3 separate regions of the Zea mays genome follow, and all the other regions are linked to region 2. Evidence: chromatin contacts called from public Hi-C data. All regions are on one chromosome and are shown on one strand. Each heading gives the region's core, a stretch centred on a gene start, on an enhancer-like site or on the middle of the called end of the contact. The rest is flanking DNA. Distances are from core to core; before and after follow the strand shown.

Region 1 (2,700 bases), core at 80-2,579, 150 kb after region 2:
GAGTAAAACAATGCCTTGTTTGGTTTGTTGTAGGGAAGCGGAAGTCAGCAGGTGCTGTTTTTATCTCAATCTAGCATATAAGCAAATAAATGAACTTGTGAGTGCAGAGAAACAACATAAACAAAGCACTTATGTGGAGTTTGTTATAAAAAAAAAGAAAAACAAAGAAGTATAGTGAAAGAAAATATTTCATAAGATAAGTCTATTTGCATAACCAAACTGAAATGGGAGATTACTTCCACAACAAAGACTGGACTTCATGAATCATGGCAGAGTAAGAAAGATTAGTTTTTTTCTCGATCTGAAGAGTTTGTTAAGGTTTGTAGATGCTAGATGGTGAAATGGATAATACAGTAAGAAGTTAGGATGAAACAAGACTATTATATAAATTACAATCAGCAATATACATAACCAAAATTTGTGAAGGTTAACATATGGTGGAAGCTAGAAAGACAGTAACAAATGCAGATTAGTAAAAAAGACAGAACATTCATATTTGAGGATGCATATGACGGTGTCATAATAGGTGGGGCCAATGATAACTAAAAAAAACAGAAGTTCCATGGTATATTGAGGAAAAAAACAGGAATAAGAATAACTTGAGACAATATCATTATTTCAATCTAACATGCGCCAAATTGGACATGTATATAAGATCTAATGCCAGAAATCTCATGCACGCTATGTTGTTTCCCCTCTACTTTCCCTGTGTTGTTATGATTCAGAATTGATACCTACGATGCGTTCCGTTCCACTGATTTCTGGAAATATGCCGATCAAATGTTTGAACACAGTGTTGTTATGATTCAGAATTGATACAAGCCTACAATGTGTTCTCGTCAGTCTTATAGGAGACGCGGCAGCAAAACGTATCAAACGGCAACCCTAACCACCCTGAATCTGCAAACGCGGATGAGATACATCCTCGCATTTCTGCCCAATGAAAACGAGAGAAGAAGAAAAAAAAACATATACGATCCTACGATGTCTCGCTTCTCCGCCACCAATCCGGCCGGGAACAGAGCGGAGGGCATGTACCGGCGGCGCCCTGACGTCGGGCACGCAAGGCCAAACCTAAACCGTAGTAACGAGCGCCAGCCGCAACGAGAACCAGCAGACGGAGCGGAAGGGTCTCCTCACCTCCGCCATCTTGCTGAAGGAGGAGGACAAGGGGTCGAGACAGCGGCGTGTTCGCGGCGGAAGGCGGAGCCGCGGAGGGAGGTGGTGGCGATGGCTGATTGTAATCGGGCACTCGGCTGCTGGTCGGGTCAACCACGATGGCTTCCGCGAGCCGCCCCTGAAGGCTGAGAAGGAGGCGAGAAAGACCGGAGCCCAGCGTCCGAAAACCGCGGCTCTTCTGGCCCATCTGGTCCGCCAGCACAATACCAAGCCCTTCCAACAGACCGCGTGGCCCAGCTCAAAACCAGGCCTGTTGATGCCGGATTCCTTAGGATGGGCCTCTAAAGGCCTGCTTGGTCGTCTAGGCTCATGTGTACAGACAGATAGATAGATAGATAGATAGATAGATAGATAGATAGATAGATAGATAGATAGATAGATAGATAGTAGATATTAGGTAGATCAGGCGTACGGGCACGGAACACGACAACGAACACGCAGGAAAATTTGGACTCTGACGAGTCGATCTTGTTGCGTAGTATATGTGCTTCTTTTGGTGAACGCTGATCTGCAGTGTCGTGTGACTTGAGTGCCCCTTTTGCGTAGTATATGTCCTGATCTCCTCGCAGTCAAAGAGAGACGGAAGCCCCTTTTGACCTCCTTCCAATACAAGGATAAGGACGTCACATAGCGGGATCCAACGACACGTGGACACGCCTAGCGTCGCCACCTCCGCACGGGACGGGCCTCATCCGCGGAGCGCGGAGAACGGCACGCACGTCCAGGTCTCCGGACCAGGACACGAGGCCCAGCACCACCCACTGACCCACCCATCCGCCAGCAAGAAAGCGAGACGCTGCGGCGCGCGGGCGGTGGGTCCCACCTGCCAGGAACGCAAAGGAACGGAACGTGAAGAACGGGGTCCACCGCATCCGTGGCCGCTGCCGTGCCGAATCCGCGGACAGAGCGGTGCGGTGGACCTGGTGCCACCGCCTCTATCTCTATCTACGCGACCCGGATCCGATAGAGGGCCTATAAATAAACGACCTGGCCCATCCCTCCTTCCTCATCACACAGCGCCACCGCGTGGTTCGTTAGGAAAGGAAATCGATTCCCCCGCATCCGATCTCTTCGGTGCTAGAGAAATATAGGCCGCCGCCTCCTCCTCATTCGGTGAAAGGTGGGCGGTTAGGGTTGGGAGATCTCTTGACTCACGACACGAGCAGCAGAATTCGTCGAGGGCCGCTGGTTGCTGCGAGAGGTCCGGGCCTTCGTGGGATCTGTAAGAATCTCTTGCTCTCCATACATGTTCTTGTTGTGCGATCTGATCCAGTTTGATGTTCGTTTTTTGTCTGGTATTCGATTATGCTGGGATTTCTAAGAAACCCTAATCCCAGTTTGATGGTTAGGGAAGTAATAATTACTTGATTTGTGAAAGGGGATTAATTTGTGAAGGAGAATGGGGTGCCTATATTCCTTCACTAGGACTCGATTTTTCGTTTCGTTGAGAATCTTGGATAGCCCTCTGGCGTCTGGGTTTCTAGTTTCTTCGGTTGCGTATCGAATTCTTTGTCCAGCCCA
Region 2 (2,700 bases), core at 177-2,676:
GTTTGGGAGATGGTTATGCAAATTCAAAGGTCATGAAAAAAATTTGATCACTGTTGGTTGCAGTGCAGTTCTCTGGTCGTTGTGGAAGCATAGAAATGATTTCTGTTTCAACAACATTTCCTCTTTAAATGCTGTTAACCTTGTGTTTCTGTGCTGCTCTTGGTTGGATGCTTGGGCGATTCTTCAGAAAGAAACTTCAAGAAAGATGCTGCTGGAAGGAAGCTCCCTTCTCAGAAGAATGGTTAAGGAGGTCTTCAACAGGAATTTTGGCTGGGCGCCGATGGATAAAAGACTGTGCAACTAACGTTGAGCGTGATGTCTGTTTGTTTTAGATGTGTGGCTTGCCTGGCTCTCGAAGGCCCTTTTGGTTCTAGGGTATTTGTTTCACAATGTGTTGCTTTTGTCTGGTCGCTGGGGCTTTGTGTGTGGTCGGCCTTGCCAAAAACTGGTTGGTAGTGGTTGCAGTGGTTGTGCGGTATGACTTTTTTGTCAGAAACTGTAGTGATCCACCTTAGGCCTGGATGGCTTGCTTATGCTCTTTTAGTTCTATGAGCTAAGTGGTGTAATAAGTAGTTTTTTCGTTTGAATGTTGTTAAAACTGTGGTCCTATTTCTTAATGAAATAGGGGGAATCCCCTTTCTGTTAAAAAAATATAATCTAACTTATTTTGAACTGATGTTTTGTTTAAAATAAGTTAGATTATATAATCTGAGTGGATTATAATCCCAAACAAACAAGAACTAAGTAAAATCAACTGATATTAATTCAAAAGTACGGGTCTCCTAGCTGCTTGCAACCCCAAATGAGGAAGTGGAAACACTTTGCAGTTGAACAAAAAGTCGAAACGAATTTTTTTTTCCAAGGGTTTGTAACTGAAGAACAGGGTTTGAACTTGAAATTAGTAACTAGTCTACATATGGTAAGAAAGGAAACCAGATACACCAGAATGTGGAGTTCCAACAAAATAATCTTTAATACTTATAGCAGTTTAAGGTAAGTTCATAAGACTGCAGAGAACAGAAATCAACACCAAACAGTTTTCGTGTTGGCTAGCTTCAGGAACAACAATGCAAAATTCTCGTCTAACAAGGAAAAAAACAAAATTTAACATCATCGAGCAACTTAATTTGGGATTTCAAGAAAGCTTCAACGAATTGGCCAGGAGGCGGGGCAACAAAGAAGCAAGACCATACCTGGACAAGGACGGAGCAGAGGACACACGCTTGATCATGAGGAAGCAGGAGGAGCCAGAAGAACAAGAGGCTGAGAGAGGAGGAATCGACGCCAAGAAGCAGAGACCGGTGGAGCACGCCATTCTTGCTGCCCCCGCCTCCCTGGCCTCCTCTCCTCCTTTTTTACGGACGCCGGACACCGTCGTGTTCTACCCTCTAGTTTCGTTTCTTTTGCTTTCTTTCCCAAATCAGGTCGTCGTTATCCGTTTGCCTCACCGTTTTAGGTAGGGCTTCTTGACGGTCTTGGGCCGGCCCACGGCCCAAGCGGAAGATTTGAGATCACCACACCACACTCCGCGACGGCCATCGCTCTCACTCCCGCCCGCTGCCTGACTGTCCCGGCGTCGATCCGGAAGTGGGAGCTGGACTTCTGCTCGCGGTCGCGGCCCATCCTGGACGCGCGCGGCAAGAAGGTGTGGGAGCTCCTGGTGTGCGAGTGCGACGCCACGCTCTCGCTCCAGCACGCCCGACTTCCCCAGCAACGCCAACGCCATCAACAGCGTGACGCTCCGCGACACGCTGGCCTCCGTGCCCACGCCCAATCGCGTCCGCTTCGTCCGGTCCCAGACGCAGACCACCATCGCCCGCGCCTGCGGCGAGCTGGGCGTAAAGGCCGTGTCGAGCCGGCGGTGCGTGTCGCTGCTGCTGCGGCTGGAGGAGCGGTAAGAGGTGCGTGTCACTGGAGCGGAGGTACGCATTCGGTGCAGGTCTGGATTTGGATCTGCTTGGCTTCTGTTACAAAATAATGTACATATGATCAAGGCCCAGCCAACCGTCTATTTATATAGTTATTAATCCAAGGGTCAGATGCTCTTTGTACACATGTATATAAAGGAGATCTCTGCAATAAACAAGAAAACTCTGTCATTTGTCTCATCCTCTCTTTTGTCTCTCCACTGATTTGCCACTGAGCACTGCAACATATTGCAACACGTTATCAGCACTGTCTCAAGGATAAATCAAGACAAGGGAAAGAGCAAGAGTACCTTATGGAGAGATGCCCTCACAACTTGTGGAAAGCTCTCAAAGAGCGCTATGAACAGCAGAAGGAGCTCATATGGCCGTCAGCCAACCATGAGTGGAACCACCTTCGACTGCAAGATTTTAAATCTGTTGCAGAATATAACCATGCTCTTCATAGCATTTGTTCTAAATTGAAGTTTTGCGAGAAAGAGCCCTCTGAAGCAGACAAGATAGAGAAGACTCTATCTACCATGCTTCCAGAGGACAGGATATTGCATCAGCAGTATCGCTCTAGTAATTTCCAGAGATATTCTCAACTCATGCACACATTGACCCAAGCAGAAAAGCATCATGAGCTTCTTCTAAAGAATGCTCAGCAGCGCCCTCCTGGGTCTGCCCCTCTGCCTGAGGTACATTTCAATGTGCATAAGACTGAGAATAAGAAAGGATTCAAGAAAAACTTCAAGAATCCTCCTGGACCTCGCAAATTCAATAAGAACAAATT
Region 3 (2,700 bases), core at 154-2,653, 230 kb before region 2:
CTGTGATTAGGCCTTTTCCCTTTTAGTGCTCTCAAAAGCTTTTTCCCCTCCCCTTTCTCTCTCTCTCTTTTTGGTGACATCTTGTTGGGTTTCAACTCTAGCCTACCCCAACTTGCTTGGGACTAAAAGGCTTTGTTGATGTTGTTGATGTTGATCTTCAATTCTTCATTAACATGAAACATGAAAATAATTGCACAGTTGCAAGTGTACTAGATGTCTGGATTAAATTACAAATGTTCAGATAGACACTCTCTAATCTTTAGAAAGAGATCATGCCTTTCTTCTAAAAAGACAACGGATGATAACAACTCACAGGCCTTTAAAAAGAAAGAAGAAGCTCAATTTAGCCTGCAAGAAATTAAGAAAGCAGCCAACACATAAAGAGGAAATTTTAAGATAGACCTGTTAGTTGTCTTGAGCTTGATACTACTAACAAGATGTGATTGTCTATTAGTGAGGCTAACTAGATAATATCAGGGCAACATGCGTACTGGTAAGTTAAAGCACTTGCCAACTTATCATGCAGAAGCCCAAGCCCTACCAAACTAGGCCTCAGGGACTTGTAATTTAATGTGAACATAGTACCGCTGCTTTTTTTCCCCTTCTATTTCTCAAACAGCATATGCATCACTAAAAAAATTCCGAGATTGTCAAGGAATAAACACAAATCTAATAAAACCTATTCTACTCAGCAAACAAATAGTTCCCTTATTGATTTCTATACATACATACCATATCACATGACCACTAAGTGGAGCACAGGCTTCTCTATTGTTGTTTTACCACTAGTAGGCACTATGCTCAATACGAAACTATCATACTCAAAACACAAATTGTTTAGCATGCATGTATAGGAGCTAGCAAGCGACAGCATGAAGTCGTATATGCTATCAGCAGTACGATAGAGGCAACTCGGGGGGAAATCATACCCGCAGAAAGACTAGCTTAGTGCTTCCGCTATCAATAAAAAATAAAACGAGGTTAGCACTATGCAACGGCACCGCATCTCACCTCTTCAGAACCCCAAACGTGCGGAACTCGTCCTCAATCTCCCGCGCCGTGACACGCGGATCCAGGTTCCCAACGAAGACGCGAGCCATGAGTTCAGCCTGCAAGAGTGAAACAATCCGAACAAAAAAGTCACTGAAATCCACTCCAAGCGGAGCGTAACCAAGCCCACGAGAAAACCCAAATTCCTCACGAATTAGACCAAAACGGAGAAGAAAAACGAGGCGCGCTGGCCTAGGAACCAGAAGCAATGGGGGATCTAAAGCTTACTTGCCTTCGCGAGCGAGTTCTCTCCGGGTGATTTGAGATTTGTGTCGCTAGCGCGACCGGGCCGGCGGCTCTAGGGTTTATGTTCGAGCCGCGGCAGCGGGGTGCGTGGAGGGCTGGGAAGTGTTTTGGGCGGAAAGGAGTTGACGAGTCAGGCCCTGGCTGTCAATTCAGGGGTATTTTCCAAAGTCCTAGGGGCAACAAAATCAAAATACGTAAATAATCATTCAGTAACTAGTATAAGTAATTTATGAAGTGTTTAAATTAATTAGACCATTAGTTATATATTTGATGTGGATTTACACCTAGTGTTTAGTTAAATTTATATACATCTCACTACTCAGTACTTATACACACCCTTGTTGTTAGAGATGGCAACGAGTACAAGCCTATTGGGTTTTGCTATCTCAAACTCGTACCTGTGAAAAATATCTATACCCATTAAAAAACTCGTACCTATGACGGGTTTGAAATTTTACCCAAACCCGTATCCATCGGGTTAGCAGGTACCCACGGATTACCGGGTAATTTCTCTAATATGCTTGTTCTTCTCATAATTAATAAGTATTGTATTGATTAATGAGATCATGGTCCAAAATTTATGTGATAAACACCAAGCTCATGATTTGATATAAAATTATTAGTAGAGAGAATGGAATACAAATAATAAGTTGTATAATCAAGTGACCTTGCACTAAATTATCCATCCACCACATATATAACTCTAGTAAAAACTATAATAGCAACCAAACAACACTCTCACCAACTACTTATACATTCACCATTTGATAAAAAATAAGAAGTAAATAGGGAGATAACAAGTTTGTTGTTCGTTTATAAAATAAAATGACAATATGTACTAGGTTTGGTCGGGTTTAAAAAACACACAGGTTCACCGGTTTGGGTACTGTAGGAACAAACATGAACCCATCGGGCATAGATTTATGCCCATTAACAAACTCATGGGTATGAAAATTGACTCAAACTCGTACCCTAATGGGGTAAAACCCATCGGGTTTCGGGTACACATTGTCATCTCTATCCTGAAGGAGCTTTGTTGTGTTCCTGATGATTGAGAGTTGTGCCGATGCCCTTGAGTATGACTTCCCCTGTCTTCACTTGAGCTGGGATTATGGATCGTCCTAACATACCTTGGGTGGAGTCTTCCTCCGAAGCCCCTGGTCATCTCAGAGTATCTGCAGGCTTCTTTCCTTCTTTGTCGGAAGTCATTGTCGGCTCTGATGTACCTGTCCATCTTCTATAGAAGCTTCTCCAGAGTTTGTGGGGGATTCCTGGCGAAATACTGCACTGTTGGTCCTGGTCGAAGTCCCTTGATCATAGCTTCAATGACAATCTCATTTGGCACTGTTAGCGCTTGAGCTCTAAGACGCAGAATCCTTCGGACATACGCCTGCAAGTATTCCT

The links. A called contact is a pair of places that touch in the nucleus more often than the background predicts.
Region 1: a Hi-C map of leaf shows a contact between it and region 2, with 5 times the contacts expected there. The contact joins the promoter of LOC100272303 here to the promoter of LOC100193062 in region 2. A contact is called at or near these places in 6 of 25 Hi-C or Micro-C datasets (bundle sheath, ear, endosperm and 2 more).
Region 3: a contact with region 2 is called in a Hi-C map of leaf, with 3 times the contacts expected there. The contact joins the promoter of LOC100273521 here to the promoter of LOC100193062 in region 2. A contact is called at or near these places in 3 of 25 Hi-C or Micro-C datasets (all in leaf).

The regions. Positions count from the first base shown.
Region 1 is chr4:141,149,532-141,152,231 of Zm-B73-REFERENCE-NAM-5.0, forward strand. LOC100272303 (cytochrome c oxidase subunit 6b-3) reads right to left here and starts at 1,330. Exons shown (of 4, transcript NM_001310032.1): 1 at 1,141-1,330; 2 at 1-70. The coding sequence starts at 1,149. LOC100283320 (S-adenosylmethionine decarboxylase proenzyme) reads left to right here and starts at 2,158. Exons shown (of 3, transcript NM_001156222.2): 1 at 2,158-2,401.
Region 2 is chr4:140,995,283-140,997,982 of Zm-B73-REFERENCE-NAM-5.0, forward strand. LOC100193062 reads right to left here and starts at 1,427. Exons shown (of 5, transcript NM_001138228.2): 1 at 1,194-1,427. The coding sequence starts at 1,315.
Region 3 is chr4:140,764,774-140,767,473 of Zm-B73-REFERENCE-NAM-5.0, forward strand. It overlaps LOC100273521 (splicing factor, arginine/serine-rich 7), which reads right to left and starts at 1,404. Exons shown (of 5, transcript NM_001367444.1): 1 at 1,283-1,404; 2 at 1,012-1,109. The coding sequence starts at 1,100.